7 separate regions of the Mus musculus genome follow, and regions 2, 3, 4, 5, 6 and 7 are each linked to region 1. The links are chromatin contacts, called in public HiChIP or PLAC-seq and promoter capture Hi-C maps. All regions are on one chromosome and are shown on one strand. Each heading gives the region's core, a stretch centred on a gene start, on an enhancer-like site or on the middle of the called end of the contact. The rest is flanking DNA. Distances are from core to core; before and after follow the strand shown. Region 1 holds the start of Commd9 (COMM domain containing 9). Region 2 overlaps Cd44 (CD44 antigen). Region 3 has its middle 42 kb from the start of Pamr1. Region 4 overlaps Pamr1 (peptidase domain containing associated with muscle regeneration 1). Region 5 holds the start of Slc1a2 (solute carrier family 1 (glial high affinity glutamate transporter), member 2). Region 6 overlaps Cd44 (CD44 antigen). Region 7 overlaps Slc1a2 (solute carrier family 1 (glial high affinity glutamate transporter), member 2).

Region 1 (3,207 bases), core at 136-2,635:
CTGTCATCATTGCCCCATCTGGATGTCAGCTTTCCCTAGTAGCTGGCAAACAGTAGTTAGTACCTCATTCTGGAAGCTCACAGCCTGCAGCCACTTTGAATCAAGACATGGAAAGGCTACACCTAAAGACTTATACAATATTTCAAAGCCAGAAAGCCTGGGATGGCTCAGTTGAGTTGTTATGCTTTCAATTTCTCAAGTGCATTGGTTACTGGTGTGTCACTGTGACAGGAACTAGATGGAAACAACTTAGAGGAGGAAGATTTATTCTGGTTCATGGTTTCAGAAGTTGTAGTCCAACATGGCAGAGCAGGGTGGCAATAATGTACAGCCAAGACTTCTTACACAGCAGCAGACAAGACACCATGCAATCAGGCCAGAACCAGAAGCAGCATAACCCCCAAAGGCCTGCCACTAGAGACCTTCACTAGCAAGGTCCCAGATCCTAAGGGTTCTAACATTCAGCAGTCCCACAAAGCTAGGGTCCAAGTGACCACAGGATGAACCTGCAAAACAGATTTCAGACTCAACCCATAGCAAGGTTGTAGTTAAGCCTTTGACCCAGCGACTGCCACTTTCAGACTCTCTGAAGACTGGAGGGTCTGCCTCTGAGGAAGGTGTTGGCAGGTCTTGCTGCATGACCCTCAACACTCAGTTTTAAGGGAAAGAATGCAGACAGAAGAGACCGTGCCGGAGGTGCACAGAGCTAAGATAGTCAATATCTTCACACGCCTTCTTCCTTTCTAACCCCTTTCCTAATCAGCTGCCCTTCAAACCAGACCTCTTCTTGGACCACAGGAAAGTTACTAAGAACCCTAAGTGACTTAGCTTGACTGTCTGGATAAGGCTAGTTACAAAGGCTCCTATCTCTCCACAAACAGAGAAGAAACTATATGCCTTGAAGCGTTGTTTTTTGTTTTTTGTTTTTTTTGTTTTGTTTTGTTTTTAGGGAGTACTGCAGGCATGTGAGCGTGTGTGTGTGTGTGTGTGTGTGTGTGTGTGTGAATTCCAAGAATTCAAATAGGCAAAGCTTCATTTAAATCCAGATGGTGAGTAGGCCGATCTCTTCTGGGCATCTAAGTTGCCAAGGTGTCTGCCAAGTCTGCAGGTGCATTCACCAGATCAGCCAGCCTACCCAGAGGGGCAAAGGCAAAACCAGTTTCCCTGACCTAGGATGTCCAGCCAGTTGTTCCCTGGAAATCATTCTATATCCGAGTTCTCTCAGTATCTCAGCCCTCTGGTCTTTGAGCTTAGTCATACAGGAGGAAGACTTCCTGGTTCTTTGCACGCCGTTCCCGCCAGCCACGGTGAAGAACTACAACTCCCAGCATGTCCTGCGAGGGGTCACGAGGCACGCTCCGCTTGCTCCGGCTGTCACGTGACTCCAGAAAGATGGCGGCCTTGACAGCAGAGCATTTCGTGGCGCTCCAGAGCCTACTGAAGGTATCTTGAAGGGGTGGGGACGCGTGCGGCCACCGTCTTAGGGTCTGGGACTTGGTGCAAAGCAAGAATTGGGAATAAACCGGCCCTGACTTGGAGCATTGTCCCACTCCCACCCTACCCGCCGCGCGTCAGTGCTTCTTTGTGTGACCCTGAGAAAATCGTTCAGCCTTTCTGAGCTTTTAAACAGGAGCAACAAAATTAATCACGCCCAGATATTAAGGTGGAAGTAAAAATCAGATAGTCGATGTAAATACACCCAAGAATTAGTGACCACGAGTGGTTTTATAGATTGGAGCACTTGGGTGACAGTCACCAGTTCCCATTTCATCCCAGTCTTTACGCCTCTCTCAGGGAAATTCTCTCCTTCTTGTCACCCTAGTACTTCTAGGGACGTCATAAAGTTTGAGTTACTCCTTAGAAGGGTGGCTTTGCATTCCCTCTTAGGACTTATTACTAGTGTGCACACACCATGGATGTCTTTGTGTTCTCTTCTGAGGAACATGATTTCTGTTTCTTCTTGTTTTCCTTTCTTCTCTCTTATCCAGTTGAAGATCAGAAATGATCCTCGTGACACTGTCATTATAAGTCACACATATAATGCCCTTTCCGTTATCCATCTTCCTAGTGTGCATTTGCTCAGTCCACTCCTGAGCACTTTGACTTCATTGTTCACAAGCCTATGCCAACAAGAACAAGACCTGGCACCCAGTATGTGCCGAAGAAATAGCTATGAAGGGCTTTAGTATAGTGGAGCTGTGACTAGGATCCAAGAGTTCTCCTTAGCAGCTTTTTCTCTTCCTTGTGGTTGATTTAAGCCATTCCTTTTCCATGCTTGCTTGTCTTGGGACATTTTCTTTTCCTTGGTAAGTTTTGGAAAATAACATATAGCATACTGAAATCATTAGTAATTCCCTTAATGACTACACACTCATGTAGCCAACACCAGACCACAGACTGAGACACCAGTACCCCCAGTGCCTCCCTGGTTACTTACTTCACTTGCCTTCCCAACAGTGCATAGCTTCGGACACCATGTACTATTACTCAGTCTCTGAACTCCACAGAAATGGAACACTTCTTCATATCAGTGTTCACATCTGGCTTCCAGTCATGATTGTAGCAATAGCTCATTTTCACTGCTCTATTGTTTAAATACACTTTATTAAAAGCTAACTATAATATCTCCTGTAGTTGTGGGAAATAATGCAGAGAGATTTTTGTCCCATGTTCCTTAATGGTGACTTCCTGGATATCTACAGAACAATATCACAGTTGGGGTATTTACATTGATCCAGTAAAGCTCCAAGGCATAGCTATCTATGTAAGACCCCTGGGTTGACATCTTACAGCCAAGCTCACTTGCAGTTGGCCTCCAGAATTCCTTGACACTTCAACATTCTTGTATCATTAGTTTTCATTTCAAGAACGTTTGTAAATCTTGGTGTAGATGATGTTTGTGGATTGGCTTTCCTCACTAAGCCTAATTCTCAAGCTGTAGATCGAAACCCCTTTGTGGTTGCATATCAGTTTTCCTGAATAGCAGATATTTACATCACGATATAAACTATGAAATAGCAATAAAATAATGTTATGGTTGGGGTCACCACAACGTGAGGGACTGTATTAAAGGGTTGCAGCATTAGGAAGACCGAGAGACCACTACTCCAGAGAGAATCATACAAATCATAGGTATTCACAATTGCTTCCTTTTTATTTCTTCGAAGTATTCTGTAGTGTATTCTATTTGTTTGCTCATTGGTCTGT
Region 2 (3,118 bases), core at 546-3,045, 980 kb after region 1:
AACAAGGTAGATGACACCTGAGGAATGAAAGCCAATGTTTTTCTCTTGCCTGAACATGCTTGTATGAACAGGCACACAAATGAGAACCTACACACACATGCACACACATGAAAACCAAGTAACAGCACATAGTATCTCACAGTTGAAATCCCACACTTGGGAGGCTGAGGCAGGAGGATCACCTGAGTTCAAGACCAGCCTGGGCTACATGGTGAATCGGGGTCAACTACAGTGTAAGACCTTGTCTCAGAACAACAAAAATCCAAATAAACAACACTACTGACATGGCCTTCAAAATTCACTTTGGCTTTCCAAAGATACATCAAGCTTAAATCTGAGATGTGACATTATAAGGGACCCTCAGATCTGACGTATGATATCATAATGGACCCCATCCTTAAAGTATCTTCGTTAATAATGACTTTTTTAGGCCCATTCTTCAAATTAATATAAAGTCATAGGAAACAGACAAAATAATATCCAAAAGAGTAATAAAGAAACACAAGCCAACTTCTAAGAAAGCTACACACAGAGACACACACACAGACACAGACACACAGAGATACACACACATGCATACCCACACTCTGTTTCCCACCTATTCTTGTATTATGAGCACATTTCCACAATCAACTGGAAATGTGCTCATAATACACATTTCCACAATCAACTGGTGTTACCCCTTGCCTTATCACTTCTAGCACTATACATTCAGCTGCACCCAGAATAAACTTCCTTCTGGTCAAGAACAATGTGATCTGGCTATAGTCTCTCTCCCTCTCTAGCCCGGGAGTTGCTGGCTCTCTTCCAACTACAATTTTCCCTCAATGCCATCAGCCATTCTGAACACCTCAGGCCTGAGAACACAGCCCTGAATTCTCTTCTACATGAAATGCTCTGTCCTCATAGTGGCAGGGATGGTTCAATTATATTCTGAATTGTCACCTCACGACATTTTCTCTCAGCAGTGACGGAGAATGTGCCTGACTCTGGGTCTTGAGACAGAAAGAAGTGGCTTTAACCCAGACTCTGGACCCTCCAAAGCTCAGCATTTACCAACAAGAGAATACAAGGTAAAGAAAGGAGTTGCTGAAGGAAGTGACCATTTCTATCTAGAGCCACATGCTCCACCTGGACCCTGCTTTGTTCTACATTTCATTTCAGAGTGGATCATAGTGGGAGAGGAGGGTTTTTTCCCTAAATTGTTCCTTGATGTCCTGAACTCTTGGGATTCTGTCATCTGTACTCTTAAAAAAAAAAAAAGCTTTGTATATATATTTAAATGTCAAGAAACAGAAGCTGGGGGAAAATAAAGCAACGTGCACAATTCCCCAGCTTTTAGATGGCTGAGGTGGGAACTCCTCTCAGTGTTTTCAATCACCCCACAGTGTTTTGAACCAGCTTCCCATGTGCTGAGAAGATCCTTCACGCTTAGAACAGGGGAGAGCCACACCCAAACAACTGTTTCATGATGACAAAAGTGGGCCCATTATTCTGAAACTGTGCAGGTGACAGCTGCTCGCTTCTAAAGCAGGAAGCAGATTCCGAACAGCGTCAGACAGATGCAAAACCAAGAAAGAAGGCACCCTTAAGAAGGCATGTAAGCCAATATCAGTTGGCTTCTTTTCTTTGGTTTCTGTTTTCAGCAAGCAGGTACCATAAAAACAAACAAACAAAACAAAAAAAAACCAAAAACCACCACCACCAACAACAAAAAAATCATGAAACACTGGAAGCAGACAAATGAAGAAAGGAGGTTTTGTGCAGTTAATTCCTTATCTCTGGGGCCCAGTGTGCTCTCTGCAGGCACTCGTGCAGTTCTTGGCGGGTGAAGCAACAGCACACAGAGGAAGGAAATGCACAAAGTCCCTTTGAAATACTACTTATTTTTACTGACATTTGCAGCTTAGGTTTCAGTTGACCAGTTTCACAAAGGGAAGCTGTCACTCAGAGAGACAGCCCTTCCAGGGCCTCTCCCTGCTCCAGCATACATAAGAAAAGAAAGAAAGAAAGAAAGAAAGAAAGAAAGAAAGAAAGAAAGAAAGAAAGAAAGAAAGAAAGGAAGGAAGGAAGGAAAGAAGGAAGAAAGAAAGAAAGAAAGAAAGAAAGAAAGAAAGAAAGAAAGAAAGAAAGGAAGAAAGAAAGAGAGAGAGGGAGGGAGGAAAGAAAAAAGAGAGAGAGAAAGAAAGAAAGAAAGAAAGAAAGAAAGAAAGAAAGAAAGAAAGAAAGGAAGGAAGGAAGGAAGGAAGGAGGAAAGAAAGAAAGAAAGAAAGAAAGAAAGAAAGAGAGAGAGGGAGGGAGGGAGGAAAGAAAGGAAGAAAGAGAGAGAGAAAGAGAAAGAAAGAAAGAGAGAGAGAAAGAGAAAAAGAGAGAAAGAAAGAGAAAAAAAGAGAAATGTTTGAATCAGCTTCTTGTAGGTAGAGCTGCTAAGGTGACTTCAGTCAGATGCCACCTGCCGGTTCCTGACCCAGGTGGTTGCTGTCAACTCCTGGTTTAAAAATAAAGGCAGAGGCTTGGACAATGGTTGGGAGATGAGAGGCAGTTTCTTTCTTATGAAAATCAATTCTAGCTGGCCACCTGGCAGATTGGATATGCAAATGCAAGAGAACCCAATGCAAGCTGTGACTTTTGAGTAAAGCCCCTCATGTTCCATGTGCAACAACCAATGTGACTTTTAGGATAGTGTGTGGACATGTGGTGGTTATTTGCTAAGTGTCCCTGTAATTGACTCTGTGTGTGCGTGAACCATCAAGGGCAGAAGAAGACAGACAAACTCAGTCTTCACCTTGCTACCTTAGCCAGGGGCCTGACACACTGCCAGCATCTGAAAATGGCTGCTGGGTCAATAAGAAATTCTCAGAAAATATTAAGTACACGCTTGTGCTTATTTTAATCTCGTGAGACAGAATCCAGATCCTAACCCTCATGGCATTTGGACACTTAGGAATTGCAATGATGGTGCCCCAGACATCAAGATCAACTATCATGCTGATAAGCCATCCATCCTCTCTGGGTCACTCTTGCATTAAAATGGGCCAAACCTTGAACTCTGTGTGTCATTTAAGTCCTGGCAATTTATGAAGGCATTCAGACTCTCCAAGAACGATAGCAGAAGTGA
Region 3 (3,430 bases), core at 299-2,798, 620 kb after region 1:
TAAAGTGACCTTTCATTATTATCTGTGCTCCTTGTAGTCCTTCTAATTCTGGCATTGCATGCTCTGCATGAGTGCGTGAAGCTGGGCGTGGGTAACCAAGGTTCCCTTCTTCCTTGCACAATGGCATCCACTCCTTTTTCTTTATTTCCAGCAGTGAGGGAGTGTGTTGTCTACAGAGCACTTAAAAACAATAATAAAACAAATGGAAATTTGTTCTGCTTTTTATCATCCCTGTACACCTGCCTGAGATGCAATGCCAGAAACAAAATATTTGAAGGATTACAGAATACACACTGTAAAATAAAAGCTCTTCAGAGCTGAAGACATTTAATTCTTGAAAGCTTTCCTCTGCCTAGGAGCAGAGCCTTACCATAGAATTTGGCTGCCATAGGTCAAATTGGGAGCAAACTGGGAGTGCCAACTCCTGTCACTGGTGATGAAAGGTCAGAGCCACACCCAAACACTTGATAGACATTGTCAAAGATCTACTGTGTCTCCCATCTGTTCTTCTATGTGCTCATCTGTCATCTCCACCCAAGTCTTGTGCTTTTCCATCAAGAGTCCTTTCTCTCAGATCTCTGGTTAAAATGGCAGATGTCAAATTCCAATCACCACCTCCTTGAGTTGCATTTCATTGTGAACTTCAGTAACCATAATTAAGCGTGCCGTTTCTCTTGCTAACCTGGTGTCATTAGCTTAATTTATGCATTCTGTTATCTTGTATTCCTCATACTGGAGAGTAAACCCAGGGCTCTATACATGCCAGGTAGCACAGCACCTACTAAGCTATATCCCCAAGTAATTTACAGGCTTCTAAGTACTGAAGCTAAGAGGATAAAGACCCCCCACCCCAAACTCCTCACATGGAGAGTTTCAGGCATTCACTGTGCTCTAAAGAGACTTCCTGGGACCTACAGCAGTCACTTGAAGCTGTAAGGAGCTTCTCAGAGAAGTCTGATGTTTAAGAATACTGGATCCAGACTAGGAAGAGCATAGCTTTCCTATGCTTCTGGAAAGATCTTTGAATCTTTCTTTCCCCTAGACAGGGTTTCTCTGTGCAGCGCTGGCTGTCCTGAAACTTGCTGGGAGTAAAGGCATGTGCCACCAGGACCTATCAAGGTCTTTGAATCTTAAAGGACACTGATTGATTAGTGATATCTACCAAACACAATAGGATGAGGGGTGGAATTAGGATGTCGGTAGGTGTTTACCAAAGCCGCATGTAGCTGTCCTCCTATAACTCTTTAAAGTATCAATAGTGTTTTTCTTCATGCTTTCTTTCTCTTCTGAGCCCTCCCTCTTGGTAATTTTTAGCAAACCATTCCTCTTGAGTCACATATCTTCTTTGAGTTCAAGAACAGATGCTGAAGAACCAAGAGTCTCTGTCAGCATCTGCCCAGTGGGCTTTGCCTCTTGGCTTATCTTGTTTTTCCATTCTTTTTCTTCAGAGTTCTGGAAAAAAGCTTGAGGGTGATTCATTTGCCCTGTGCTCCAACTTGAAAACAAAAGAATCTCTAGCATGAGCAATAAAAGAAGATTGTTGGCACGTGATGTTATTACATTCCTTTTCGTTCTCATTCACAGCCGTCCTTTTGAAGCACTTTCTAGCGCTGAATCCCCATGCTGCTTGGCATTTGGGGGAACAAGAATAGGACAGACAGAATGCCTGGTCTTTGAGAAGTCAACCAGGAGCACTAGATTTCATCAGGCAACTAGGAGTGTTAAGTGCTATGATGGGGTGCGAAGAGAGTGTAAAGAGGGAAGAGGCACAATTGTCTGCAGGGGATGATGGAGAGTTTTCTGAAGTGTTAATCCTGTCTTTGCCCCTGTGGGTTTGTTAACTTAATAAACTTATAATTACAGAGAATGTTCTATGTGCCAAGTTCTGATCCAGACATGTGTGCTGCAGGGGTGAACTAAACAAAGATCCCTGCTCTCAGGGAGTGTGCATGGTAATAGAGGGACCAGATGGGAAATACTGAGGCAGCAGGCAAGGATCACCACGTCAGATTTATTAGCTGGTAAACTGGGGTGGGGGAATGTGGTTTGGCTGGTGCTGTGATGGCTTCTCCCTTCTCTTTCTACCATCTGCAGGCAAGGTGGACACTCCTTGTTCCATCCTGCTCAGGCCAGTTAGAAAGCAGGTCCTGGGCCCTGACTCATGTGTGCTTTCCCCCTAACTTCAGTGTATGTAAACCACTCCCAATGAAGGGAAGAGTGTAGGAACTGTACTGGGTCAAGATGCAAAGAGTGGTTCTGTCTCAGAGCCAGGAGCAGGCGTGTGAGGCTCTACTTCATTTAGATCAGGAAAGAGTTCAGAGAGTTAGGTGAGGAACTGTCCTCTGGACAAAGAGAGCGAGACTGGGTTTCAGACCAAGGAGAAGTAGGCATCAAAGCATAGATTATGCATAGAAAGCCCTGGTAGTGTTAACATTTTACCTCCTTAAAGGACAAGATTACAGTTTAGTTTACAGATCTTAATTGATTTATTTATCTATTTTTAATTCTGGAGCTGGGCATCCATTTCATTCCATGGAGTAGAGTATGTGTTCTTGTAGGCTTAGATTTTTCAATCCTATTTTTAATATGGGTTCTTAAATGCTTTAACCTCCCTTCTAGCCCATCACCCACCAGAGGTAATGGAAAAGAAAGGTTATTAGGATATGGGGGAAATGGACCTGTTTAGAAATTGTTCTTTGGAGCAAATCCTATCTGCATTGTCAGGAAATCAGCAGTTCAGTTCACAGGAATCAGCAGCAGCAGCTTGATCCACTCTCAAGTACTTCATGAATGAACAGTTTAGTTCAGTAGTGTCAGAATAGCAAACATGCATCAGCACCTAGCAGAAACAGCCAAGCCTCAGCCTAATCACCATGAGTCGGCGATCAGGAGAAGTTCTCTTCTGTGCCTTTCTGTGTAGATCAGCCAAGATGCAGAACCAAGAAGAGTGGCAAAGCTAGCTATACAAGCCTCTGTCACTGTCCATTGAATCCTAATTATATTCCCTCCAAACATCATGTGTCCTCCCAGGTCTTACCTCACCATGTGTCTAGGCTCAGCAAGCGAGTCTGTCTTCGCAAAACTTCACATGCGTCTGTATCAGTTGACATCACTCTGCCAAGCAGCCTGAGCGTAAGAAAGCGGCAAGAAGCTGCCTTACTAGTTCTTTGGGGAGTTTCTCTCTGTGGAGTCACAGCAAACAGACCTCAGCTAGGCAATGTAAGGTGAACCAATACATGTGTGTTGTTAGCGAAGACTCCTTTATCGCATGTTCTTTCTTGTGTTTGCTTTAGCAAACATCCTTTCATCTGTCTGTGTCCACTTCAGGAAAACACTCCTTCACATGTATGCCCCAGCAAAACACCCTCTGATACAAGTGACTTGCCAAAGAACCCGTAAGTTTCCATTTCATGTTCCAGTGAGCTGACCA
Region 4 (3,297 bases), core at 233-2,732, 700 kb after region 1:
TGACCATTTGGCCTTGAACAACTAATTGGTGTGCTCTTCCCTGGGGACGAGCACCTCCTCCATTCCTGGCATTCCTCTGTTTTTTAGAGTTCCTTGTGTATGGCTGAGCCTTGTGGACCTTTCTTCATCCAGTTTGGCATCCAGTCCACTGATGTCATCCTCACTCAGCTCGTGCAGTCGTGCATGGGACTTAATAGTAGCTTCTGATATTGCTAGGAGACACAATTTCCAAACAAACTCCCTGATCTTCTTGCATTTATGATCTTTCTGCCCCCTCCTCTATAATGTTCCTGAGTTTTAGGTACAGAAATATTCTGTAAATTTATCTATTGGAACTACATTCTGGTTAGCTGTGATTTTTTGCAGTGGTCTCTGTCTGTTGCAAAGTTAGGAGAACTGATTTCAGTTTGTGTCAAGCTGACAAAAACTAACCCAGAAGGCCAGAAAAGTGACACCTGACAGGTAATTCTAGCAATATATCAAAGGCTCATTGAAGTGGAGCCAGTGCCGTGTGCAAAGGTCATAGCTAGGAATGCTACTTCAGTGGCTAGGTGAGAGGAAAGAGCAAGTGATGAGAGGAGCTTAAAGAGCAAGATACCACTCATTGACACGCTAGAAGTATAGCGAGGGACCTCAAGTTCGTCTGAATAGCAGGTAGCCAGAGATATCCCATGCATGGCTTTCCTAAAGTCTCTGTCAGTTGTGTGCTGGGTTGAGCTTCAGTATAAAAGCTGGCTGCAGAGTCTGACTTGTTGGGTTGCCAAAGGCACCACTCTAAAAGTCGAGCTTTCTTCAGGACAACAGAGTTAGCTCAGAGAAGATACCGATCCCATTAGACAGGATAAGTAGGAAGTTTGTGGTATTATTTATCAGATGGTACATTCATTCAAAGGAATGCACCCCAGGTGCTGGACACATAACGACAAGCAGGCAGCCGGTCTCTTTCATGGTAGAGCCTGCCATTCAGCAAAGGAAGATAAAAACAACAAGACCAAGTAAAAACAAACCTGGAGAGCAGTCCATTCCGTGAAGTAAACAAACAGAAGAAGGGCCAGATTCCTCTCTGCATCCCATTCTGTCTGGGACACATGGGAGGCTCTGATTGCATTCTGCCTGTTTTGAAAGCCTCATTCCACACAGTGTATGCCATCACAGCCGCAAGTACAAATGGTGCATTTCTTATGGAAGCCCAGTCTGGTCATCACGGATTACAATGAACCCTCAAGGAGAATGAAGTCCATCTGTGGAAACAAGGTCAAACCCAAGACGACAGCAGTTTCATGTTCTTAGGTACTTGTTGCCTATGTAAATTCAAAGCAAATTCAGGGGAAGAAGCAATGCATTTGTCTGTCTGCTGAATGCTTATCTGGAGTTGGCCATTATACTGCCTTCTGTGAAGGTGAAGAGGGGATACCATACTTGGGTGGTCCTATTCTAGCTGGGGCACAATACAGGTGCTGCAAGGCTGTACCACTATTTTCCCAGTAGATGGCGCTCAAACAATCCTTTCCTGCCTGTCCTTTCTCCTGAAGGAGGAGGGCTTCTTTCCTGTAGGGAAACTTTCCATTTCCCTTCCTGAGTAACATGTAGAATCTTAGCAGGAAAGGGGGAAGGCAGGTCAACACTGAGAGGCTCAGACATTTGGAACTAGAGAGACAGAACAGCACCTTAATTTGTTACTGTCTGTACTTTTGATGATATTGGCACCTCCTTACAGTCGTAACAGTCAGTATGTGATCGTTTCATCCATGGTTATGAGATTCTAGTCTCCAGGAGAGTACCTGCATGCCTAAGTCTAGAACCCAGAGACTTGGATCATTTTCATCTTTCTGCATTAGGACAGATAGTTTGATGGTCTCAAAACTATCTGTGCTGGGAGCCATGGGTGCTATATTACTAAAAGAAAGATCTATTTCTTTGTACTTTCTCAATGTTTCAGTTAAAATAATTTCAAGTCTACAGGGTTGAAAGAACTCTCTGTGTCCATGCTGTCTACTTGGATTCACCAATTATCACTTTACAAAACGTAACATTCTTTCTCTTTTTAATACTACAAATGTTAATATTTTGTGTTTTATGATGTTAGCATAATCTCTCCTTCCTGTGTTTTCCTCTTGAGAGACAGGGTCTCAGGATGTAGCCCACTGTGGCCTGGAGGCCTCTGTCTTTCTGCTTCATCCTTCCAAGTGTTGGAATGACAGCTGTATTTCATGATGCCTAATTTTTCTTTCTGAACCTCAGATTTGGCCAGTGAAGACTTTAAAAACCACCGTCACACTGGTTTTGAGCACCCCTCCCTCCTCCTTTTCACTCCTCATAAGCATTTTGAGTTCACCTGTACTTCTTTCCCAGGTCCTCAAACCAGCAACTTCTCTGTGACTCTGAGTTTCTTTCAATGGTGGCACTCAGGGCTGTGACTAAGTGCTTGCGATTTGAGGTGCTGGTGTCTAAAGTCAAGAGCAAGGCTGATATCAGAGCTCTTTAGACTGCAGAGTTGGCTTCTCTTTATTGACTCTTTGAGAATTTCACATCATAGTCCGCAATCACACTCACTTCCCATTCCTTCCATATCTGTACCCCACTGTGACTCCCCAACAACAACAGCAACAAAGAACAAGTCTAATTTGTGTTGTCCGTAGACTTACTGGAACATGATCAAACTCCCAGCAGCCTACTCTCTAAAGAAAACTGAGACCTTTCTGCCTGCACCTCAACCAGAAGCCATCGATTGTGGGAGCAATTCTCCAGCATCCTTGTCACACTTTAAAGAGTTCTCTTGGTGGCTTCCTTTTTAGGCTGTTACTTTTCAGGGAGGGGGTTGGGGCCTGAGTAGGGGGTATCCCAGAAGCCTTCCATCTTCCTCTTTTTCAACTGAGTGCCTGCAGCCACCAACATCACTGCCAAAGTAGCTTCCTTGCTCTTTGATCTGGAGCTCAGATCATGGGCTTCCTTGTGTTTTCTGGTGACAGCATAGACCATAGACACAGCCCCTGGTGGTAGGACCCACATGTAGGCTTCAGCAGCATCATGGACTATGGTGACCCTTGGAGGAGGTCTAATCCAGAAAGTGAACCATTGTTCACCTTCGGTCTCCATCATTGCCTAGAGCCAGGGAGATCCTGCAGCTGGGTGGTATGCTCTAGGGCGGAGCTGCATCTGTGTGAGCCCCAGGCTGCTTCTTGCCATCCTGCCACTTCATGGGCAACAACCTGATCCACTGTCAACCCCAGCCCTCTTTCATACCTGCCTCTGTCATTGCATCTCCAGTTCTGCCTCTCTCCACAGTGCGAGCACTGC
Region 5 (3,460 bases), core at 293-2,792, 770 kb after region 1:
AAACAAAACAAGCAAACAAAAACAGGACAGGAGAGCTAACCTTGGCTAACCCCACCCCACATTCTTCTCCTCGTTTCTTTCATGTGCCTAGTCTTCCTTTGCCCAGGAAACAACCCTCCAAAGATCCCCTAAAGTTAACGGAACTTTCTTTTTCTTCTTTTGGTTTCTGAAGCATGAGCTTACTCTGTAGCCCACACCTGTCTCAAACATGAGAACATCCTACCCCAGCCTGCTAGGCACCGGCATTCCAAGCATACAGCACCACAGCTGGTTTAACAGAACAGGTTTTGAATGCAGTTCATTCAGTTACTTATTGAGAACGAAGGTGACCCCTCCAGTTTGCCACGCATGCAAAGAAGCGAAGATGTGGAGCATGGATGAGAAAGCCTCTGGGCTAGAATCCTGGAGGGGAAAAGAAGGAGAAAAGAAACTAGAATGCTGGAGTTCTGAGATGCTGCTCAGAGGAGCCTAGCAGGTCCCAAGTGACCTGCTCACACCTTTTGACATCTTTGTTTACACTTTTAAACCTCTCAGTAGAGTCTGTTTAATTCTTATCTGGGCCCTGCAGAGGTGATAGGTTTGAGTCCCAATGTCCAGCAGAGGAAAAGAAGGTTTTGCCTTTTAGGTGGCCACGGGGTCAGCAGGTGGAGGACCTGTAGGTGTCTGGTGTGTCCCAGTCCTCGAGATAATAAAAGCTGAGCAGAACTTGTCATTATTATGCAAAGCTGGGCAGGAGGCTTGGACTCTCCCTCGCAGAAGGCAGAAGCCCATCTGTCTTTGCACGCCTCCCCCCACGCTCAGAGGCCTGCTGAGAACTGAGCCCTGGGTGGGTGAAGGAGATGCGTCTCCAGCCCTTGGCCCTGGCGTGTGTGTGTGTGTGTGTGTGTGTGTGTGTGTGTGTGTGTGTGTGTGAGAGAGAGAGAGAGAGAGAGAGAGAGAGAGAGAGAGAGAGAGAGAGAGGGAGAGAGAGAGAGAGAAATTATGGCATCCCTCACACCCTGCTCGCCCTCGGGGAACCACATTAATATTAATCTAGACGAATGATTGAATGTCCGGGATTTATTCGGGCCCGGGTAAAGAAGGACCCGCAGCTGGGTCGCGTTTCCTTCCGGTCACCTGAGTGTTTCTGCAGCTCAGATTCAGTGGGACTTCTACTCTCAGAAGTGGTAGGATGTGGGTGGGTGTGCCGGCCTGTGTGATGTGAGCCCGAGCAGATGTCCAGGGAGTGATGGGGAGTGCCAAGGCTTCTCCAAGGATTGGGGACGGAGGGGCATCCCGGGTCTCAGCGCTTGGCCCAGCACAGGGTGACCCAGGGCCACTCAGACTCGAGAGGAAACAATAGCGACTCCTTAGACCCTGGGATCCTGCCACTGGCTTTCCAAAGCCTTCCCGGACTACCGGCGGTGCCTTTTTTTTTTTTTTTTTTTTTTTCTAATTTATGACTGGAGGCTGGTGGGGGAGGGACAACAGAAAAGGGACAACGTCTAAAGATGGGGGGCAGGGGCGACAGTTAAAGAAGTCGCCCCAGGCTGCGGCGCGGGTGATGTCAGCTCTGGACAAAAATAGAGAGGGATCGCCTGCAAATCCCCAGCTCCGGCTGGGCTAAACCTTGCAATCCCTCTTCGGCCGGCGCCGAGCCAGGGCGCAGCGGCCTCTACCGCCTCCCCCGGCGCGCACACACCAGCACACGCGCACGCACGCACACACTCCCCCGCACTCGCACTCCCGGTCTTCCCCATCCCGCTCGGTGCCGGCCACTCCTGGTACCGGTCTGCCCCGCGGCGAAGCACACAGACACGCACACACACAGGTGGCTGCTGGGAAGCGGGGAGTGTGTTCCTGCAGCCCTGCGGCCAGCGCGACCTCGCAGCAGCCGGTGCAGGATCCCCGCAGCGCCCCTCGGAGCGCTGGCCGCGAGCCGCTCACGGGACCGCGCGCGGTGGAAAGCCGGGACGTGGATTAGCGCCCGCAGCAGCCTCCCGCGCGCGCCGAGGCGCTAAAGGGCTTACCCAGGAGGGGGGTGCGAGGGCGGAGAGAGGCTGCCCGTTAAATACCGCTCTCCGCCGCACTCCGGGCTCACCCAGCTCGCCGCCACCGTCTCCAGACCGTGCCCGGGAGGAGGGGGCGTTCCCCACGCCATGGCATCAACAGAGGGGTGAGAGCTTTTCTGGGTGCCCATGGGGAAGAGGGAGCCGCGCGCGGGGTGGTGCTGCCCTATCCCAGATGGGGACAGAGAACTGTGACCCTGGACCCCTGAAACCCTAGCAGAGCGCTGGAGGTGGTGGGAAAGGGGTCTGGTTTCTTTGGTAGACTAGCTGTCTTTTGAGGACCGGGAGGATTTAACGGAAAGGGGTGAAAAAGTGTGAAAAGAAACCGTGGAGGTTACTTCAGAGATTTAAAGACAATAAAGAATTGTCCACGGAGCCTGCAGGAAACACTGCCTGGGCTGCAAGGAGGGGACCAGTTGGAATGAATGAGCCAGGATCAGAGCCGGGGCGGGGCGAAGAGAAGCGCACAGCCTTGAATGCTAGCTTTGGGCGCGCACGGGTGTGTGTGTGTGTGTGTGTGTGTGTGTGTGTGTGTGTGTGTGTGGGGTGATGATGGCAAGACCCCAGCCCAAGAGGTCTTTGCCTTTGGATATTAGAATTTCCCTGGCGAGCTGCAAGGAAGAGTGGAAGAGATTTGGGTGCTTCCCGAGAGGAGGGAAGGAAACCTGTAGCTTGGAGCAAGAGTTTCCAAACTATCTGGACTATCACTGGCATTTTTATTTTGCCTGTGGCCTTGGAGGCGCCCCTCGCCTCTTGAGGCTGCAGTTGGCATGATGATCATTTCTGTGGTAGGACAACTGTATTTAGCAAGGGGAGAGTATGGGGGATGCACAAGTCCCTTGAATACTCATTCCAAGGTATCCTGGTCCTGTCTCCCAAATGCACTTCTCAGGCTTCCCGGAGCCTAGAACAGAATAAAAATAATAACTAGGGACCCCAGCTTTTGGGCTACTTCACAAATGGCACTAGCTGCTTTGGAGAGATCGGTGAACCTACATGTGACCTCAAAAGCAAGTATGAGGGTCTTCTCGGGACTGTATACTCGAGTCCTTGGTTCTGGCATTTTCTGGGGGCATGTTTAATAGAAATCAAACTCCGCCAACTTTCGGTGAGGTGGTGGGTGGTGAGTGGAAAGATGGTGTTTAAAGCCAGACATCGAGATTCCAACCTCAGACAAAGAAAATACGTCTAAATCTGCCCATCTTCATCCAAGAGAAAGAACCTATTCATCTATTTCTCTCATCCCACGAATCTTTCCAAACATGCCTCGCATCTTGTCTGACATAAAATTTCTTCACATTGCTTATTTACCAGTGTGGACCTTTGGAGTGGTTACTTATCAGAAAAGGTGCTCTACTTTGGTGCTTGTGTGCAAGGAAGGCAGTATCATGTGCTCAAACATATCTCTAGAA
Region 6 (3,291 bases), core at 576-3,075, 930 kb after region 1:
TCAAATTCTTAATGGAGTATTATTTGGGCCCTCATTTCAGAAAGCAATGCTATTTTCATAAATTGGAACAGACTCTAAAAAAATGACATAAAATAAAAAAGGAATAGAAAATTTTATGCTAAACATAATCCCCAATAATAATAGTCAGTAGCACATTGCATCTGTGGAGGGTCCCAGCTCCCAGGAATGACGTCTCCAATCGTGCTGTCTTTTCAAGTTAATGGCGTAGGCACTACACCCCAATCTTCATGTCCACACTCTGCAGATTCCGGGTCTCGTCAGCTGTCATACACTGGTCCGGGGTCTCTGATGGTTCCTTGTTCACCAAATGCACCATTTCCTGAGACTTGCTGGCCTCCCCGTTGAGCTCACTGGGTTTCCTGTCTTCCACCGTCCCATTGCCACCGTTGATCACCAGCTTTTTCTTCTGCCCACACCTGATAAGTTTTAAAAACATCATATGAGAAAGGGTGCAGAAGTCAATCAACCAACCAACAATCGTTATCATGACCAGTACTGCTGGGGATAGCATCATGATCATCACCATAGTTTAGTGTGGTCTTCCTATGTGTCCAGAACTGAGCATGGTGCTTTCTCAACTTCATCTTCCTGACTCCAGAACTTCTTAAAGTGAGATTCTTTAGTTTAGCATCAAAAGGGAACTTCTCAGATGTGAAAATTATCTATCTAATCTATTGAAGAAGAAATCAGGAATATCAAGAGCTGGGCTCCATAATCTGAAGTTTAACAGTCTATATTTGCAGCTACTCTGGGGGCTGAGACAGGAAAATCACAAGTTCAAGGCCTTCCTGGACTACAACAATTAAGTACAGACCAGCCTGGATAACACAATGAAACCCAGTCTCAAAGAAGGCAAAGAAGACTGAGGATATAGCTCAGTGGTAGAGTACTTGCCTAGTATGGATAATGCTCTAGGTCAGTGGTTCCCAATCTTCTTAATGCTGCAACCCTTTAATAAAAGCCTACCATGTCAAGGTGACCTCAACTATTAAATTATTTTCATTGCTACTTCATAACTGTAATTTTGTTACTGTTATGAATTGTAATGTAAATATCGTATATGTTGGATATCTGACATGTGACCCATGTGAGTCATTCAACCCCCCTCCCAAAGGAGTCAAGACTCACATATAGAGAACCGCTGCTCTAAAGTCAGTCTCTGGTTTCTTAAAAAATAAAACAACCAAACAATAAACCACCATACTGCAGAGGTGTCTGCTCCAGCCTTTGAGAATCAGAAGTGTAGAAACCCAAAGCTATTACTACACCCTAGCCCCTTTAGAGTTGAAGAAACTCCCAGGGGCATGAAAATCCAACAGTCTTTCTAAGTCAACACACAATGAAAGAGGAAGGATTCAGACACTGATTCATCTGACTCTGGAGCCCCGGCTCTCCTTCCCTGTGCAGTGCAAATGTTTGTTTCTGGAGCATTATAACTCTGCAGCCTCAGATAAACCATGAGGACTGTGATTGTAAATCATTTTGATCTGTGTACTCAAGAAAGTTCCGCTACTTCCTCTTTCAGTCAACACTGTGTTGCTTTGTCAGTATTATTGCAGCTTGTGTGGGGAATAAGAGAGCATCAGTGCTCCAGAAGGGTGAGGCCATATTGACTCTCCTCACGGTCGGTTAACTTCCACAAAGTCCTGCAATAAGACATTTGATACCAACAGAAGATAAACCATTCGTGCCACTTTAAGGTTTCTTAGCAATGTGATTCAAGATTTTAAGGCAGGAGAAGGGCTTCTATGGTAAAGCGTGACTCTGACCTTGTCCTTGTGATTCTAATGACACTGCCTGGCCCCTCCCAGCCTGATTCAAAGCTTCCTCTTTGTTGTAACCTGATTGTTGTTGTGCCTGTAGCAGTTAGGTTAGGCTAATGGAAGCCAAGTCTTACAGCTTCACAGCTATGATGAGGGGAAATGGATGAACATTTATTAAATGCATGGTTAGCTCTAGGCAAAGCACAAGAAGTTGCTATCACCCCTCATTAAAGTGACAATCACTTCCATTTTACAGCACTGAGAAATGAGGGTCAGGGCACTTTTAAGGCTTGCTTGAGGTGACAAAAGTAAGAATGACTGAGACCACCATACTCAGCCCTCAAGTTTCAAGATTAGGTGGCTGTGCTCTGCCTGGTTCTGTCCATGCTGGAGGTTTGGAAACAGTATGAAACTGGAACGGTTCTCTTTGCTGCAGGGTATTTTGAACTCTAGAGACAAATTGTCTATTATTTGTGATCATAGGCTCTTCCCTGTAAGACTGCCAAGGCCATAAACTTTAATCTCTTGTTTGGGGAATATATATATATATATATATATATACACTGCCTCAACAGGAAGTAGATCCTGTATCATTTAGCATAGGTGTGAGTGGGGAAGGGTAGAAGGGAAGATACTTCAACCGTGGATGAGGGCTGGGAACACCACCAACAAGGTCCATACAGACAGCAGGGTGTGTGGCAAAGAGCTTTCAAATGCTTAATGCAGCTGTGTAGCCTGAAGCAATGCACTTGACTTCTCTGAGCCTCAGCTTACGTGCTTGTGAAATCAGGCTGTTAGGACTGTCAGCCTCACAGGATGGTGGGAATTCAATAGACAGTCTACTGTTGCTATTTATTGCTTTTATGAATATTGTAGGTTGAACAAACTAAGGCCTTAGATAATCAGAAGAGAACCTAGGATATAGCAAGCATTCAAGCGCAGGCTGTAGTTAATAGAATGGAAGCCATGTGACATGAACTCGAATGGTTTCTTTGGCTGCTGTCACTGTAACTGTCCTCACAGGAATGATGGCATCCTATAGAGAACTTTATTCCCCTCCTTTGGGCTATCAGACCATTGTAATAAGGGACACCAAGAAATTAGAATTTCCTAATATCATACTTGGGAAAAGCAAAGCTGAATCTTGGTGCAAGCCAGAGGGGACCTTGTCTTTGGGAGAAAGATTTCACATCTTTCCCACAGCTTTAACAACTGCTGTGCCAGACAGCCTGGAGCCCACACGATACTGGGTCAATGATAGGTGGGGTCTTGCCATCACTGAAATTGCTTAGCTGCCAAACATCTTATCCTCTATTTATATTTCATGTCTGGACTCTGGAGCTGGATTTGGGGAAAGGATTGTCAAGGTATATCTTTCTTTGTTCCTCTTCCCAATGGTCATATTGTCTACCTTTTCTTTCTCTGCTCTGAATCGACTTACCTGTTTAACTGGCCTACTGAGAATGAGTGGCAAAGCCTGCTTGTTAAAGCTGCCAGAGATCAGGCT
Region 7 (3,082 bases), core at 321-2,820, 790 kb after region 1:
TTTTTGCAAAGTCCTCTGTTAGGATTAACACGGTGCACTTAACATTCACCCATAACTGAATAGATGGTCCTATCCGTGTGAGGGAAGCCGGGGTAGATTCTTAAGAGGGTGACTACTGCGATGGGCTTCTTCCTGGGGGGCTGTTCTGATGTGCTTTGTTCAGGCCTCTCTCAGCACATCATTAGATCAGATAGTGCTAAGTGTTTTCTAGTCTGCCTGCTTACTGTCTTTCAGATCTCTCCGAGGATCGGGACTAGCTTAATTTATTTTCACTTCCTCTTATTATCTCCATCCCAGGGAATGCTGGTGTAATTGAATTGTCTACTTTGGGAAAGAAACTCAGAAGGGCGTGGAGTGGGGGAGAAGAAATAGGCTTAAGCCAGTGAAAAGGCCAGGATTGGGAAAATGTGTCTTTTTGCTCCTTAGGAGGTGATCATCTTCATATGGTGCTGGTGGTCAATGATATATCCCTGCCCAGCAGTCAATAACCAGCCTTCTTATTGCTAAGAGTTAGCAGGGTTCAAGTAGGTTACAAAGCCACCCTTTGGGCAACAGCTCATCTCCTGAAGCCAAAAATAGATTTGCCATGTTCACCTGTGTCCCTGCTCTACTGCCTGGGAAAGACTACAAATTCCTCTCTCTGCACTTCTTTCAGAACACAGTGGATTCTGGTCAGATGAACATCACTGAGCCCTCGCCTTTCCTGAGACTGTCTGTCTCCCTTCAGAACTGTGTCTTTTCTTTTTCCTTGTTCTTTGCAAAGGGAAGCAAGAAGCTGGAATGAATTAGGCATTCAGATACAAAGAAGGGCTCTGAGTCAAAGTTGGTATTTAAATTGCATCAGTGAATAAAACCTGGGGCTTGACAGTTTAACTGCTTATAAAACTGATTTAGAAGAAGAACAGTTACCAGAAGCTGCCGGTTCTGTGGCTAAATTGTTGCTTTTGATTACTACAGAGCTTCTTAGAACATTTAATCATTCCCAGTGGAGTCCCCTTACTGTGACTTCCTGCAGGTAGAGAAATGACATCTTTAAGTATGTGTGTTTGCTGCTAATCCAAAGGAGAATGCTTTACACACACACACACACACACACACACACACACACACACACACATTTCCCCTCTGACATGGACTTCTTTACTTTCCTGGTGCTTGGCTGTGTTTGGGGGTATTTGTTTCGTTCTCTTGGGATAAGAGGGTGAAAACCATTCCAGGAACCGTCGGCAGGACAAACAGCCAGCATCTGAGCCTCCTAGGGAAGTCCTTAGCTGCGGCTTCCCTCATGGCTAGTAGGGTGCACGAATACTAAAAGCCTGCCAGATTCAAATCCAAGTCTGCAGGTTCTGAAATGAAAATAAAATCAAAGTATAAATTCTACATTTTGTAGTTTCCTCTGACACAGAGGCCATTGTAAGTCCCGAGAACCAGGCATGCACCCACGTACTATCTTCCTCCTTCGGGAGACTCATCATGCATTTCTAGTCAAACCACTGTCCAGGCCATCCACCAAACCACTGTCCAGGCCATCCACCATTGTTTGACAAACAGGCCCAACCATTTCTCCCAGCAGGGGGCGCTGTGGGGCTGATGACCACAGGCCGGGCAATGGGATTTTCCTGCCACTCTAAAGCAAGAGCCAGAGGGTGAATGGCTCTTTCCCAGTCCAGCACCAGCTGACCCCTGGATTTTAAAGAAGGAAAGGCCTGATACTTTGATTTTCAAACATTCCAAGTTACCCTGAGTTGTCAAATCAGCCAGAGATCCAGAGTTCTTCGGGGACTACCTTTTGCTGGGAGGAATTTGGCAGTCTTGGTTCTTGTTACCCATTTTGGCCCTAGATCCTCTCTCTCACGTTGTGCTCCTGGATTCTCCTCAGCCAAGTGCAAGAAGGAGCCTTGATTCCAGATTCAGGTACGTGTAAAATGTTTCTGTCTGGGTTATTGACAAACTGGTTTAAGGCGAAGGGGCGATTGTATGATAGATCTGGAGTTGGCTCTAAGGCTGAACGGAAAGGTACTTGAGGAAATAAAGAGAACATTTGAAAGCTTGGAGGCGCCCCAGAATAAATAGTTCAAGAATGAAGGCACAAAAACAGATATTCTTTTCAAAATGACTAACTAGGCACCCCAGAGGGCTAACTTGTGTTTCAAGCCAGTTGGCAACAAGATTAAAGTAGGCATGGAAACCCTGTTTTAGTTAAAGGATACTCTCCCTTAGGAGTCAGCGTCCATATGTCCTCTAAAGGGCTTTCCCCTCTGCCTGTGGCTAAGCTACGGAGGCAAACCAGTGAGGGGGGTGACTTGCTCACATTCTGAAAGCAGGAAAGTCACTGTTCTGCCCCCAGATGTAGTTTTAATGTCTCACTGGAGGCATTTTAAGTGAAGGCTTGGGATCCTTTTGCTACTGGCTCACAGGGTGTTTGTTGAATGGGTAAATGAGCGAGAGCCTCCGGAGAGAAAGCTTGTTAGAGGAGTCTTTATCATAAGAACTTCAGATTTCTCCATCAAGAGCATCTCAGATTACTTGGGAACAAACAGAAAGGACCAGAGAAGGAGAGCCAGCCAGCTTCACCGGCATGTGCTGTAGTGTTTGGCTGGGCCTTTGAATAACAAGTGGCTCCCAACTTGTTATTTTGCTCTGTATCCCACAGTTCATGGCTCCATTTCAGGGAGCCTTGCAGGACCAAGCTTATACGCAGTCCCCCTCATGGTGACCGTAAACAAGCTAAAAGATGAGAAGAGACCCCGAGAACGCCTGCTGCTTAACTGTATGCTAGAGTAGTCGAAGATGAAATACTTTGCATAAAAGAGCTCCTAGGAGCCAGCATTGCACACAGTTATGAGGAAGTTTGAATCCCTACTTAAACCCAAGAAAAACTTCCTGTCTCTTCACTCATTAGCTTAAGACTTCAGGAAAATTAATGAGCCTCTTTAAGGCTGGGTGTCATTTTTAGTTTTAAGTAGGAGCAATGCCACCTACTCAGCAGGGTTTGGCATAGAAGGTATATGTGAAGGACTCTAGGCCCAGTGCCCGGGAGGTGGACATCTCCCAGTAATGGTAACTGTCATTGTTCTTGGAA

Evidence for each region. Promoter capture Hi-C pulls out the DNA fragments that hold promoters and counts their contacts. HiChIP or PLAC-seq counts read pairs in DNA pulled down with a chosen protein or histone mark.
Region 2: a contact with region 1 is called in a promoter capture Hi-C map of pre-B cells, with 4 times the contacts expected there. The contact joins the enhancer-like site here to the promoter of Commd9 in region 1. A contact is called at or near these places in 7 of 39 promoter capture datasets (the 3T3-L1 cell line, the C10 cell line, the HPC-7 cell line and 4 more).
Region 3: a contact with region 1 is called in a promoter capture Hi-C map of the 3T3-L1 cell line, with 4 times the contacts expected there. The contact joins the enhancer-like site here to the promoter of Commd9 in region 1. A contact is called at or near these places in 7 of 39 promoter capture datasets (the 3T3-L1 cell line, cranial neural crest, embryonic stem cells and 4 more), 3 of 115 datasets of contacts at active chromatin or transcription factors (embryonic basal ganglia, embryonic forebrain and large pre-B cells) and 1 of 9 other capture datasets (adipose tissue).
Region 4: an H3K4me3 HiChIP or PLAC-seq map of forebrain shows a contact between it and region 1, with 7 times the contacts expected there. The contact joins the enhancer-like site here to the promoter of Commd9 in region 1. A contact is called at or near these places in 7 of 39 promoter capture datasets (3T3-L1-derived adipocytes, embryonic stem cells, hippocampal neurons and 3 more) and 3 of 115 datasets of contacts at active chromatin or transcription factors (embryonic stem cells, forebrain and large pre-B cells).
Region 5: a contact with region 1 is called in a promoter capture Hi-C map of neural stem cells. The contact joins the promoter of Slc1a2 here to the promoter of Commd9 in region 1. A contact is called at or near these places in 11 of 39 promoter capture datasets (the 3T3-L1 cell line, 3T3-L1-derived adipocytes, the C10 cell line and 8 more) and 5 of 115 datasets of contacts at active chromatin or transcription factors (embryonic hindbrain, embryonic midbrain, embryonic stem cells and 2 more).
Region 6: a contact with region 1 is called in a promoter capture Hi-C map of the HPC-7 cell line, with 2.1 times the contacts expected there. The contact joins the enhancer-like site here to the promoter of Commd9 in region 1. A contact is called at or near these places in 6 of 39 promoter capture datasets (the 3T3-L1 cell line, the HPC-7 cell line, embryonic stem cells and 2 more).
Region 7: a contact with region 1 is called in a promoter capture Hi-C map of pre-B cells, with 4 times the contacts expected there. The contact joins the enhancer-like site here to the promoter of Commd9 in region 1. A contact is called at or near these places in 13 of 39 promoter capture datasets (the 3T3-L1 cell line, 3T3-L1-derived adipocytes, the C10 cell line and 9 more), 1 of 484 Hi-C or Micro-C datasets (ventricular fibroblasts) and 4 of 115 datasets of contacts at active chromatin or transcription factors (embryonic hindbrain, embryonic midbrain, embryonic stem cells and 1 more).

Annotation. Positions count from the first base shown.
Region 1 is chr2:101,884,877-101,888,083 of GRCm38.p6, forward strand. Commd9 (COMM domain containing 9) reads left to right here and starts at 1,386. Exons shown (of 6, transcript NM_029635.3): 1 at 1,386-1,443. The coding sequence starts at 1,393.
Region 2 is chr2:102,866,071-102,869,188 of GRCm38.p6, forward strand. The region is part of intron 1 of Cd44 (CD44 antigen); the gene reads right to left. Among named protein-coding and RNA genes, the nearest start is that of Gm23731, 30 kb to the right of the region's middle. Within about 2 kb of position 1,796, at least 102 of the 459 cell types and tissues checked have an H3K27ac peak or open chromatin away from gene starts, as enhancers often do. A contact at or near this core is called in the HPC-7 cell line and pre-B cells, where this site is marked.
Region 3 is chr2:102,506,328-102,509,757 of GRCm38.p6, forward strand. No RefSeq gene overlaps it. Among named protein-coding and RNA genes, the nearest start is that of Pamr1, 42 kb to the right of the region's middle. Within about 2 kb of position 1,549, at least 27 of the 459 cell types and tissues checked have an H3K27ac peak or open chromatin away from gene starts, as enhancers often do.
Region 4 is chr2:102,588,714-102,592,010 of GRCm38.p6, forward strand. All of the region lies in intron 3 of Pamr1 (peptidase domain containing associated with muscle regeneration 1), which reads left to right. Among named protein-coding and RNA genes, the nearest start is that of Pamr1, 40 kb to the left of the region's middle. Within about 2 kb of position 1,483, at least 6 of the 459 cell types and tissues checked have an H3K27ac peak or open chromatin away from gene starts, as enhancers often do. A contact at or near this core is called in forebrain, where this site is marked.
Region 5 is chr2:102,657,147-102,660,606 of GRCm38.p6, forward strand. It overlaps Slc1a2 (solute carrier family 1 (glial high affinity glutamate transporter), member 2), which reads left to right and starts at 1,543. Exons shown (of 11, transcript NM_001077514.4): 1 at 1,543-2,155. The coding sequence starts at 2,139. LOC115489466 (a long non-coding RNA gene) reads left to right here and starts at 2,162. Exons shown (of 2, transcript XR_003953884.1): 1 at 2,162-3,460.
Region 6 is chr2:102,813,901-102,817,191 of GRCm38.p6, forward strand. It overlaps Cd44 (CD44 antigen), which reads right to left. Exons shown (of 9, transcript NM_001039151.1): 9 at 1-437. The coding sequence ends at 233. Among named protein-coding and RNA genes, the nearest start is that of Gm13872, 69 kb to the left of the region's middle. Within about 2 kb of position 1,826, at least 66 of the 459 cell types and tissues checked have an H3K27ac peak or open chromatin away from gene starts, as enhancers often do. A contact at or near this core is called in the HPC-7 cell line, where this site is marked.
Region 7 is chr2:102,673,896-102,676,977 of GRCm38.p6, forward strand. The region is part of intron 1 of Slc1a2 (solute carrier family 1 (glial high affinity glutamate transporter), member 2); the gene reads left to right. LOC115489466 (a long non-coding RNA gene) reads left to right here. Exons shown (of 2, transcript XR_003953884.1): 2 at 1-3,082. Among named protein-coding and RNA genes, the nearest start is that of Slc1a2, 17 kb to the left of the region's middle. Within about 2 kb of position 1,571, at least 16 of the 459 cell types and tissues checked have an H3K27ac peak or open chromatin away from gene starts, as enhancers often do.